2 separate regions of the Mus musculus genome follow, and region 1 is linked to region 2. A link is a contact called in public HiChIP or PLAC-seq data. All regions are on one chromosome and are shown on one strand. The core of a region is the stretch at or near the end of the contact, and the rest is flanking DNA. Distances in the headings are between cores, read along the strand shown. Region 1 has its middle 92 kb from the start of Gm31887. Region 2 overlaps Gm31887 (a long non-coding RNA gene).

What was found. HiChIP or PLAC-seq counts read pairs in DNA pulled down with a chosen protein or histone mark.
Region 1: a contact with region 2 is called in a RAD21 HiChIP or PLAC-seq map of pro-B cells, with 9 times the contacts expected there. The contact joins two enhancer-like sites. A contact is called at or near these places in 4 of 15 datasets of contacts at CTCF or cohesin (CD8 T cells, the G1E-ER4 cell line, large pre-B cells and 1 more) and 1 of 115 datasets of contacts at active chromatin or transcription factors (T-cell acute lymphoblastic leukemia).

What each region holds. Positions count from the first base shown.
Region 1 is chr13:19,282,046-19,288,509 of GRCm38.p6, reverse strand. It overlaps Tcrg. Among named protein-coding and RNA genes, the nearest start is that of Gm31887, 92 kb to the right of the region's middle. Within about 2 kb of position 5,144, at least 4 of the 459 cell types and tissues checked have an H3K27ac peak or open chromatin away from gene starts, as enhancers often do. A contact at or near this core is called in CD8 T cells and pro-B cells, where this site is marked.
Region 2 is chr13:19,159,415-19,165,528 of GRCm38.p6, reverse strand. The region is part of intron 3 of Gm31887 (a long non-coding RNA gene); the gene reads left to right. Among named protein-coding and RNA genes, the nearest start is that of Gm31887, 31 kb to the left of the region's middle. Within about 2 kb of position 3,233, at least 29 of the 459 cell types and tissues checked have an H3K27ac peak or open chromatin away from gene starts, as enhancers often do. A contact at or near this core is called in CD8 T cells and pro-B cells, where this site is marked.

The sequences.
Region 1 (6,464 bases), core at 3,895-6,394, 120 kb before region 2:
ACCAGAAGAAAACATTGAATATGGTTTATTATAGACATTCCTGGTTTATAAGATGTGTGAAGAATTTGATGTAAAGAGGAAGACTAGCACGATGATTGTGGAAGAGCAGCCAGCTGCCTCGATTTACCTGCACAGGCCCATGACCAATCAGCAGGCAGCTAATCTTTATTTCTGCTTTGCAAAGGATGATTCCACATTACCAGAACAGGAGAACAGGATGAGGAGACATTCAAACCTTCCGAAGCAATAAGAAGTTCTCAGGTTTCTAGTGTGGTTTTGTTTCTCCGATTGAAATTGCAGTCCTCTTCTCATTATCTCTGTCATTGGTCCACAGTGGGGTGGAGAAGGTGGTACTCTGGGGGAAAGAAAGTGATGCATCATTCTGCACTCTAAACGGATATTTTAAATGCTTTGTTGCCTCTTACTGAGGGTGAAAGTGATGCTAGGACTTGTTGACATCATTAAAGATCCTGGTTTGTCAGCTGCTATTAAGTGCCAATGCTATGTTATATTCTAGTGTCATTCAATGATATTAGCCTCTAAAACTTCAAGGATAGACAAGATACCTATGCTGGAATCAAAGCTTAAATAATTTGGTAAACATTCTATAGGGTAAGGAAATACTGGGGACTTTTCTCTCAGGCTTCATTCCTTAAGTTTTCACATGGGTTATTCAAAGCTCTACTGCTTCTGACAGTGAGTTAGTCAGTGGAAGAGATTAAGAGGCCATACATGCAAAAACCACTAATGCCCACTCTGTGTGCACAATAAAGAAGGATCTTATTCCTTCTTTTTCAACAAAACCATTTTTCACTAAGTAAACCGTAAAATTAAGAAGTTTCCAGAATTATTAACATGTAAAATATGTGGTTGTGTAACCAACACATATCAGCTGTATATAGTAATATTTATAGGGTAAAATGGAACATTTATTTTGCTTTACTTTACTTTGATATAGTCCCAGCTGGCCTTAAAGCTGGTATTGATCTCAGGATGACATTGAACATCTGATCCTTTTATGTTCACTTCTCAAGGTCTGGGATACATGTTTGCTAACAGATGCATATGTGGTGCTGGGCATTACACCCAGAGCTGAACAAGCAGTCTGCCAACTGAGCTATCGCTGATCCAGAGGGATGGTACTTTAACTGACTCAGAGAATTGGAGTAGCTGTCCACAGTTCTGCAATAAGTTTCTTTAATGAATGTGGCTGCCCTTGTATTTGGAGCATAGATATTCAGAATTGAGAGTTCATCTTGGAGGATTTTACCTTTGATGTGTATGTAGTGCCTTTCCTTGTCTTTTTTGGTAACTTTGGGTTGGAAGTCAATTTTATTTGACATTAGAGTGGCTACTCCAGCTTGTTTCTTCAGATCATTTGCTTGGAAAATTGTTTTTCAGCCTTTCATTCTGAGATAGTGTCTGTCCTTTTCCCTGAGGTGGGTTTTCTGTACGCAACAAAATGTTGGGTCCTGTTTGTGTAGCCAGTCTATTAGTATATGTCTTTTTATTGGGGAATTGAGTCCATTGATGTTAAGAGAAATTAAAGAAAAGTAATTGTTGTTTGCTGTTATTTTTGTTGTTAAAGTTGGGATTCTGTTCTTGTGGCTGTCTTCTTTTAGGTTTGTTGAAGGATTTCTTTCTTGATTTTTCTAGGGTGTAATTTCTGTCTTTGTGTTGGTGTTTCCCTTTTGTTATCCTTTGAAGGGCTAGATTCATGGAAAGATATTGCGTGAAATTTGTTTTGTAATGGAGTACTTTGGTTTCTCCCTCTATGATAATTGAGAGTTTTGCTGAGTATAGTAGCCTGGGCTGGCATTTGTGTTCTCTTAGGGTCTGCATAACACCTGTCCAGGATCTTCTGGCTTTCATAGTCTCTAGTGAGAAGTCTGGTGTAATTCTAATAGGCCTGCCTTTATATGTTACTTGACCTTTTTCCCTTACTGATTTTAATATTTTATCTTTATTTAGTGCATTTGTTGTTCTGATTATTGTATGTCAGAAGGAATTTCTTTTCTTGTCCGGTCTATTTGGAGTTCTGTAGGCTTCTTTTATGTTCATGGGCAACTCTTTCTTTAGGTTTGGGAAGTTTTCTTCTATAATTTTGTTGAAGATATTTGCTGGACTTTTAAATTGAAAATCTTAACTTTCATCTACTCCTTTTATCCATAGGTTTGGTTTTCTCATTGTGTCCTGGATTTCCTGGATGTTTTGAGTTAGGATCTTTTTGCATTTTGCATTTTCTTTGATTGTTGTGCCCATGTTCTCTATGGAATCTTCTGCACCTGAGATTCTCTCTTCCATCTCTTGAATTCTGTTGCTGATGCTCTGGCATCTCTGGTTCCTGATTTCTTTCCTAGGGTTTCTATCTCCAGCGTTGCCTCACTTTGGGTTTTCTTTATTGTTTCTACTTCCCTTTTTTAAGTCTTGGATGGTTTTGTTCAATCCCATCACCTGTTCGGTTGTGTTTTTCTGTTTTTCTTTAAGTGAGTTATTAAAGCCCTTCTTGATTTTCTCTACCAGCATCATGAGATATGATTTTAAATCCCAGTCTTGCTTTTCAGGTGTGTTGGGTTATCCAGGACTGGCTGAGGAGGGATTGCTGAGTTCTGATGACAGTGAGTGGTCTTTGTTTCTGTTAGTAAGATTCTTTTATTTGCCTTTCACCATCTGGTAATCTTTGGAGTTAGTTGTTATAGTTGTCTCTGGTTGGAGCTTGTTCCTCCTGTGATTCTGTTATCCTCTGTCAGCAGACCTGGGAGTCTAGCTCCCTCCTGTGTCTCATTGGTTAGAGTACTCTCTGCAGGCAAGCTCTCCTGCTTGCAGGGAAAGTGAACAGATATCTAGCGTTCAAACCTGCCTCCTGGCTGAAGACGAAGGCCTGAAACAGGGCCCATCTCAGAAGCTGTGTCACTTCTGCCTGTCCCAGAAGCTGTGCAGTTTCTGTAGTCCGCACTCTACCTGTGCAGACTAGTCTCTGAGACCCAAGATGGCTCCCCTACCTGCTCCAGAAGAGCCCTCCGGGCAGACACTGGACACCCCTCCTCTGGTGGGGAAGGTGCCCGGATGTCTGGAGCCTGAAACACAGTCTGTCCCAGAAGCTGTGTTGCTTCTGTCTGTCCCAGAAGCTGTGATGATTCTGTAGTCTGCACTCTCACCTGCCCAGACTAGTCTCTGAGAGATCCTCAACCCAAGATGGCTCCCCCACCTGCTCCAGCAGAGCCCTCCCAGGCTCCTCTGGTAGAGAAGGTGCCAGAATGTCTGGAGCCTGAAACGGGGCCTGTCCCAGAAGCTATGTCACTTCTGTAGTCCACACTCTCACCTGCCTACTTACTTTCATTTATCTGTTCTGAAACAAAAACTTACTCTGGTGCCTGGGCTGGTCTCCATTCTATACTCAAGATATATCCCTGTTTCAGTCCTCTAAGATGGATAGTCTATAAGCCTGTGTCACTACGTGGCTGACTTGTTACTATTGTGATGATGGTGATGATGGTGATGATGATGATGATGATGATTGAGAGTGCTAGTTGTGCTGAAGAGTTGTATTATTCCCAAGGATTGGATGAAGTGAGCCACCGATGAAGGCCTGGCCTGTGGGCAACAGGCACAGGTGTTCAGGAGATGCCAGCTGATTTGCAGATGACAGGAAACGTATGTGGAGAACACAAAAATGCCTGTGCAAGTGGCTGTTTTGAGTCCTCCCTCCTCTGCTGCCTTATCCTCCTGCTCCTGTGAAGGAGCCACTACACTTTCTTTTCTTTGAGTGAATGACATGAAGGTGGCAAAGAGAGTGTGTGCTGCTCTTGCAGAAGACTGGAGTTGGGCTGCTACCTCAACTTGGGTAGCTTGCAACTGCCTGGAAGTCCAGCTTCGGGGGATCATGACCCTTTTCTGGCCTCTGCAGGCTCCTGCAATCCAAAGTGCATGTGCCCACACAGCGAGACACAAATTATGTTTATTTATTTACACATCACTAAAATGTATGTACACATAACTAGCATGTACACACAACTAAAAGTAAAATTAATCTTGTAGAAAGAAGAATTGAAAACAAAGTGAAGTAGAGTGAGATATCTGAAGCAGGAGTTCTGCCTCCATCTTCATTGTCTTGGCTCTGGGATCTCTCAGTGAGAAGCAGTGTAGGACATGCCTCCCACATCCTAGAAAGCTGCCCACACCACTCCGGATAGGAAGGTACTAACAGTCAAAGAGAATAGTGGCTGATAAGGATGAGGTGAAAAGAAGCCTTCTTTCTGCCCTGTTGGTGGTAATAGGAATTGGTGAAGCCCTTATAGAAATCATAGTGGAGAGACCTCAGGCAGTCAGGAGTAGACCTGCCAAGAGACACCGCTGCTAATTTCCCAAGTGGAAAACCAAAGAAAATTAAATGACTTTTGAGTTTGCCAAGGGATGTGTGCTCTCTCATGTTTTGTGAGCATTTATCCCAGAGAGAGGATGTGAAAAGCTCATAATTCTGTATTTGGATGAATGAGTAAAGGTAGTGCAACACACACGCACGCACGCACGCGCGCGCACACACACACACACACACACACACACACACACACAAGGAATATGTGGAAGAAGAAAATGACTCTTCTCTTTCAGCACATATTGATTTCCAAGTGTTCCTCAGTGAGGAAAGGGCTCTGTGCCCTGCCCTCATTTCATCTAATCCTTGGGAATTATACAATTCTGCAGCACCGATAGAATTCTCATTCCACAGTTCACCACTTGGGCTCTTTTTATTCCATACATGAGATTTCTTATAAACTTAGAGTTGAGGTGGAGTTAGGTGAAACCCTGAAGTTCCCTGACCATCTAGCCTGTATAGATGTGCAAGTTCCAGGCTGAGGAGAGGACTCATCTCAAAAATCAAGATGGGCGGTGCCTAAAGATCAGTAGTCATGATTGTCCTCAGTGCCACAGTGGTGCATGTGTGGATGCACGTGTGGATCTGTCTACATGAGAACACATGCATTAAAAGAATAAGCCAATAACTAAAACTAAAAGAAAGGCAGTGTGCATTCCCAACCTTCCTGCACCACATAGCAAACCTCTCTGTTGCTTTATGTATACATGATATACACAGAATAACACATAACACAGTGACAGAAGGCTGTGACAGAAGATGACACAAGGGGGCACTACTGTGTAGCAATTGGAGGCCTCTCCCTCTGACTTTCCAGGAGAGAGGGTACCTGGAGGAGACAGTGATGCAGCTGAGACTACAGAGGAAGTGGAGTTAGCCAGGAAGACAGAGTTATGCAGCACTCAGCTAGGAAAAGCTGCCAGACATGCCCTGCATTCAAAACATGGGATTCTGGGTAGGGAGAAGTTGAAGATGGAAAAGTCAGGAGGAGAGGAGGCACTTCAGAGTGCCAGGGTTCTGGAAATTTGACTTCATGCTCACATGCCAGAACAAGAGAACTCTAATCCTGGAAGTGGACAGATGAGATCTGTACATTTGGGGAGACAATTGGTAGAGGACCAAGGTTGAGGACATTACTCAGAGTGGGAAAGGCTGGAGATTGTGAAAAATGTCTAGGGCAGGATGTACCAGAATTGAAGAGTGAAGTATTGGCAGTGAGAATGAGCTGACATACATGTCCCTGCAGTCAGCAGAGTAGACCACAGTAGTAAGCCTTGGATTTTGGAGGAGACACTCTCTGCTGTGTGCACATGTACCTAAGGCCCTCTTTAGGCAAGCTTGCAGTGGTCTGCGGACAGCTGCATATGATCCCAGAAAGCATCCAAGAGAAGTGGCTTGAAATGTCTCAGAATCCCTCCTCTCTCCTCTCAAATATAACTAAAGTCAAGGATGGTAAGTGGCTGTTCAGAATCAGTGAAGCAGGAACCAAAGGCAGCTAACACTTTAGGGGTGGATTTTGAAGAACAGTTTGTGGAAGTGCCCTAATTCAGACCAAATGTTCTGGGTTAGAAAGAAAATCATACAGAATAGTACTGATCTAGAAATCATGACTGATTTTGAAAGGATAACTCTGGGATTTATTAGAAATAGTTCAGGGATTTGAGGAAAGACATAGACCTTAAATGTGAACAAAGATGATCTAACTGGTATCAGTAATTAGTTTATAACTGGCCAAGGCTAGCCCTTGCATGTAGTTCAGGAGGAGTTAGAGGCTGGTAAAGCATGGTCTTCAGCAGAGTGAAGGCAAGTTGTCTGCATGCCAAATGATGCTTAGCACAGCTCTGGCTCTGGTCCGATAGCTCACTGCTGTGTTGAGTGGTTCTTCTGTAACAGAGAGTGAGGAAAGAAAGCAAAGACCAACATCATGGCTTCCATCCATGGCCCTAAGTCAGTTCCTAGGGGACAAATGGCTTATCCTTACATCAGTTTTCCAAAGACCCACATCCTATAACTTGTGCATAGTGGGGTTTCTCAAGAAAGTTCAGTCACTAAGGGAACAGAGAGGGGGAGGGGAAAAGAGGGGGAGGGG
Region 2 (6,114 bases), core at 1,984-4,483:
GGCTCCTGGCTGGTCTACTTTGGACAGTTATTGGAGTGAAAGTGGTGATCTCACCTCTGAGCTTAGGAGTGAGAGCACTCCTGGGAGACCAGTTCTCTCCTGGCGGGATTTGTGTGTGGAGAGCTGTGGAACAGCCTTAGCTCCCAGGTGCAGATGGAACTCTTCTATTATTTTGTTGAAGATGTTTTCTTGCCCTTTGAGTTGCGAATTTTCACTCTCTTCTATACCTATTATTCTTAGGCTTGGTCTTTTCATCGTGTCCTGAATTTCTTCAATGTTTTGAGATAGGAGCTTTTTGCTTTTTGTACTTTCTTCAACTGTTGTATCAGTGTCTTCTATGGTATCTTCTATGCCTGAGATTCTCTCTTCTATCTCTTGTATTCTGTTGGTGATACTTGCATCTGTTGTTCCTGTTCTCGTTCTTAGGTTTTACATCTCCAGGGTTGTCTCCTTTTGTGTTTTTGCTAGTGTTTCTATTTCCATTTTTAGATCCTGGATGGTTTTCTTCATTTCCTTCACCTGTTTGATTGTGTTTTCCTGTATTTCTTTAAGAGATTTATGTGCTTCCTCTTTAAGGGCTTCTACTTATTTAACTGTGTTCTCCTGTATTTCTTTAAGGGAGTTATTTATGTCCTTCTCAAAGTCCTCTTTCATCTTAATGAGATAGGATTTTAGGTCTGAGTCATGCTTTTCAGATTTGATGGCGTATCCAAAGATGCTTGTTGTGAGAGTTCTGGTTTCTGATGTTGCCAAACAACATTGGCTTCTGTTGCTTATGTTCTTGTGTTTGCCTCTCACCATCTCCTTATCTCTGGTGTTAATTGGCCTTGCTGTCTCTGACTGGAGCCTGTCCTTTCTGTGAGCCTGTGATCTCAGAGCCTGTGTTATGTCAGAAATCCTGGGGGGTGTCAACCTGCCTCTGGATGTGGGCAGAGTGTGTGGAGAGCCAGAGCACAGGGTCTACTCTTGAGATCCTAAGTTTGTCAGAATTCTGGTGGGGCAGGGTTGTGGAGATTTCTCTGGATGTGTGTGGGTATGGGGAATATTGAAACATAGGCTCCACTCCCAGGCATAGGTGCAAACCAGAAGGAACATGTCTGCTAATGGGATTTTTTAAAATCATGATTAAATCAACACATGATAAGTGTAACACATTTACAACCAGAAGTATTTATTTTTGTCATTTATTATTATTGGCATTATTGTTATAGTTATGTTTATATAAAAACCTCAGATATCCACATATACAAACCCTAACCCTAACCCTAACTTAGCAAATAGTTCCAAGAAAGGATGATGGCAGATGGCATCTAGAATAATGAAACTTGATTATTATCTCTCACTTTGAAAATCAACTTCAAATGGATCAAGGACCCACTATAAGATTAAAGCTTTGAACTTCAGAGCAAAAAGTAGAGAATACATTTCAAGATAAAGACACCAGTAGGGACTATTCAATGTTAATTGAGTGAAGAGGTAACCTGCACAATGAGAATAATTTTTTGCCACCTACATGTCAGACAGAGGATTTACAACAAGAATATATGAAGGACAAAAATGTTCGTCCAAAATGGCAGAGCAATGACCAGTATGGCAAAATACCTCATGATAAAGTGGTGGTGTTCATGCCCTGGTGGTGCCAACAACTTTAATTGGACTTAAGACCCACTCAACAAGAGAGAAATCATGCCAGGTACTAGAAATGCAGCCAGCTACACAGAGGTAGTGAAGTCCTGTATCTTGGAGGAGAAGCACAATTACCATTTCACTAAACCAGCATAATCCCTAAACATATTATAATTACTTGTCTTTATACCCACAGATAAATGCAGTCTCCACCTCTCATCAAGGAAATGTCTCTTTGCAACAGAGAACAATATGGAAAGCCATAACCAGTCAAACTGCAGGATAATCGAGTCTATCCCAGTGAATACATATAGAAAATAGTACATATCTATGGCTCAGGGATCAGTGTAGAAGAGGGAGTGGGAAGATTGTCAGAGCCAGAAGAATGGAAAGATTGTGTCTCTTAGAAATTTCAGAAGCCACTCCCATAAAGTCTTATCTCGAGGAGCTGAAGAAGGACAGCAGCAAGAGGCCTCAATCCTACACAACTGTTTTAGGCAACTAAGGAATCTGAGAGTTGGGGAAGAACTCACTAATGGTTATCCAGCACCAAATAGCCATTCCTGAAAATGGACATATAGGTAGCATTATATAGATTTAGTAGATTACATTTAGGAATATATGTGTATACACAATGGTCAATTAGAAAAGAGGTCATACATTTGAGAGAGAAAGGAGGAGGCATAAGGGAGTGTTTGGAAAGAAGAAAGAAAAAGGGGAAATTAAAAATACAAATACTAAATATAGCTATTTTAGTAAAATATATAAAATATAATTTACATTAAATTTCTTTCAATACTTATTTTTAGCTATCAACAGGGTGGGGTGGAGCACCTGGAAGTAATAACAATCCTGTAGTCATGCTTGCTTCTAGCATTTACACTGAAATATTCAAAAAAATATTTCTCACTAAAACTTCTAACAGTTAGAAATGAGCCACTCTGAGACTGGGACACCAGTGTACAAGACAAAACTAGAGCATCTAGTTACCTGAGATCAAAGAAGCCCTCAGACCACTGAGATCATGCCAAAGGCATAGATGCCAACTGCATTGGCTTCTACTTTCCTTCTTGTCAACTCTTCCTTCTTCAGAATCTTCAGATTCAAGACTTCTTCTAAATTGGTGCAACAGAAATTGTCATTTTGGTCTGTGAATTTTCAGTTTGTATAACTAGGCTTAAGCACATCTTTTATTTTATTTTATTTTATTTTATTTTATTTTATTTTTGGTTTTTTCAAGACAGGGTTTCTCTGTATAGCCCTGGCTGTCCTGAAACTCACTCTGTAGACCAGACTGGCCTTGGACTCAGAAATCCGCCTGCCTCTGCCTCCCAAGTGCTGGGATTAAAGGTGTGCACCACCACGCCCGGCTAAGCACATCTTTATTAAACGAAATAAAAGCCATTACCATTAACACGGTTTTGCTAATGAGAAATAAATGCTTATTTCTGTAGTGTAACAGTCTGTCCTTTAGAACTGATGGGCTGAAAACCCTCCTTGCATCTTGCTGGTTATGGAGCCACTTTACTGACCGAATGTCTAGACGGTTGAGGAAGTGGTTGCTGGTTGTTTAGAAGTCAGGAGAGTGTGGCAGGATGTGGCAATTGTAATTCTGTTCTTTCAGCGTTTGAAGCATTGGCTGTGCAATGGGTATTTTTTAGTGGTGCTGTGCAGAATTGGGCCCTTTCTGTTGACTGATGCTGCCTGTAGGCACCGAGGTTTTCTGTGCATCTAATTGGCTTGCTGAGTATACATTTTGCTTGTGATTATTTTACAGGGATTCAGACCGGACCACCAGCAGACCGTTAAATGGTGACCCTGACCTCCTTTTGGTTCAAGTCTGGCTTAAGGAAATAGATATGGCTTCAAAATAGATGTCTTCTGCCTTTCCCGGTAATTGTGCAGGCCATATATCAACAGACCCGAATCCCTGTCATTATAGAATTGCAACAAGTGCAGGTTATAGCAAACGCATCAATTTCCTATTTCTATTTCAACCCCTATGAGATGCTCCCTAGCAATGGTACAGAAATTAGTCTATTTACCATGATTTATTATAATTACTGCATTCCCCATGGTTTCCTGACTTGTAAGTAGGTGTCTGATCTCCCTGTATTATGTTTTAGGCACAGTGAGGCCATTAATGTTTGTAGCTATCTCCTGGGACCACAATACATCAGGATTAAGAGCACTCACCACGGAGTCTGAAACATCACAGACATTTAGTATGTTTGTACAGGGGGGAGGGGGGTGCCATCAAAATATACTTTAGGATTATATTAGGAGATTATAAGGGTGTCAGTGGAGCTAAATTGTGTGTTATCACTATAGAAGATTAAAAGAAACTAGCATTAATAGACTTTTTATCCTGCCAGCCTGGGATAGGTCATGGACAGCAACAGTGACTCTAAAACCATTACTGACCTAGAAGGCTGAATCAGGAGTTAATAGCAGAGGAGACAGGGCTCCGAGGAGGTAAACAGACGATGCTTGTCCATGTCCATGTGCCTGTGCAGCTCTTACAACCTGCAGGTTCTCAGGCTGCAGAAGTATCTCTCACCAATGTTGGGAGTCTGGGCTAGGCGCCATGTCCAGGGAAACTGAGTGTATCCTGGACACATATGTGCATGAAGATGTCAGGAAGCTTCCAAGGACCGGCGTCAGCCTGGCCCGGGGGGGGGGGTGGGGGCAGTTCTGAGGAAGGGCTGTCTGGGAACAGCGGTGGGGAGGGGGGAGGGAAGGACTTGTGTCCAATCTGGCAGCCTATGTTCTGCTGGAGATAGCTTTCCAGCTCTCTTTCTCTTTGTTCTGCTTTCTTTCCCTCTGATCTGATTTCTCTGGAGACCTCCAGACTTTCTCTCTGTGTTCTGCTTGAGACAGTTCTCTAATCAGGTCTCTCTTGCTATCCTAAAATATTCTCTGGATAGCTCGTCTCCTGCAGGCCATAAGCCCAGTCTTTTTACTTTACGTATCAGTCCCGTTATTTACTTCAGTATCCCATGAATCAGCATCTCGTGATCCCAGCCCCTTAATTCCTCGGAGACAGTAAGCACATATTCTCTTTAAACATTGCAAAAGAATTCAGAGGTTTGCTTGCCTGGTAAGCACAGATGGTGAGCTAGCTGCGTGGGACCTTGTCCTGAAATTACCATTTCTACCACACCTGAGCCTAACTGTGCTGTGTCCTAGGCTGACCCTGAACGCAGGAATCTGCCTGGCTTTGTATCTTTCTGAGAAGCAGGCTCATTACTGTGGCTGCCTTTGCTCCTTTAGATTCATGAAGCCCCTCATATAGTTCATATTGCATCCTTATTCTTTGCATAATTGATAAATTATATATTTTTGAATTCATGTTTTTAGAGTTCTTTTCCACAGCCTTAAGGGCTGTCCTGAAGGTCCCAGTATATACCATTATTTGCTGAGACATTAACCACACCTTTTTGCAGATTATCATGTAGTCATTAACATTAACAGAGAGGTCATTCCTATGAAATGTGTAATATGGACATAGTGTGAAATGTGTACATTATTATACAATCAAACCTTAGGCCCAGGGCAGCCATCAACACTCTTGGAGGCTGACATCCACTGGCCCCGTCGCAGGGACAGGAACCCTGTCATTTTGTCCTTCGAAGGTCATGTTGGATCCAGCAAAAAAAGCCATCAGTTCTGATCAAACCCTGCCTCAGGTACACGACTGTCTGTCACACTACACAGCCAGCCTGAGGGGCTCATCTAGAAAGCACAACCGAAGTATGATCCATGCACACAGTACAGTGGGCAGAGGGACTTCTCAAGATGAAACTCCTGGGAGGGCACCTTTAGAGCACCTGGCTGGGAACCTACAACTTTGAACAGCTTAGCGTTGAAAAGGGCGGGATGACCAGTCAAGCCAAGTGTGTCTTTGGGAAGGTCACTGTCACAGGCAATAATAACTTTTTCCTCGTGTGTCCCACTGTGATGTGCAGAGAACTGCAACAACACATTAGTGGGGAAATAGATAGGTTAGTTTTAAGGGCAATTTAAAATTTTATAACCTTTTAATCTTAATAATAATTCTTCAAGGGAGATAAAAACTGCATTTGACGGGCAGGAGAATTGGAATTTAGGAAGCCTTACCTGCTTAAGGTCACTTTAGACACGAGGAGGCGTGGACTAAACAAGCCCGGAAAGTCCCCAGCAGAAGCCACTGCCACGTCAGGAACTTTGTGTAGACAAAACATCTATCCCAGAGTAGACAGTGAAAGGGAATAATGTGAAGAAAAGTTCAGAAGCTAAAAGAATCACACTCAGATGTCACTAAAGGATGCAGGGTGTTTTCCTGTCATTTAGCAAACTATGGGGACAGAAAAACATGGAAGACATTTTCCCCAGCACTTCAATCGTTAATGGAGCTTTTTAAAAAGTTAATTCTTGATGTATTAAATGATAACAAACACCTCGTAGGACATATTTATCCTTTTCCTACGAAGAGTAGGGTATGTACCA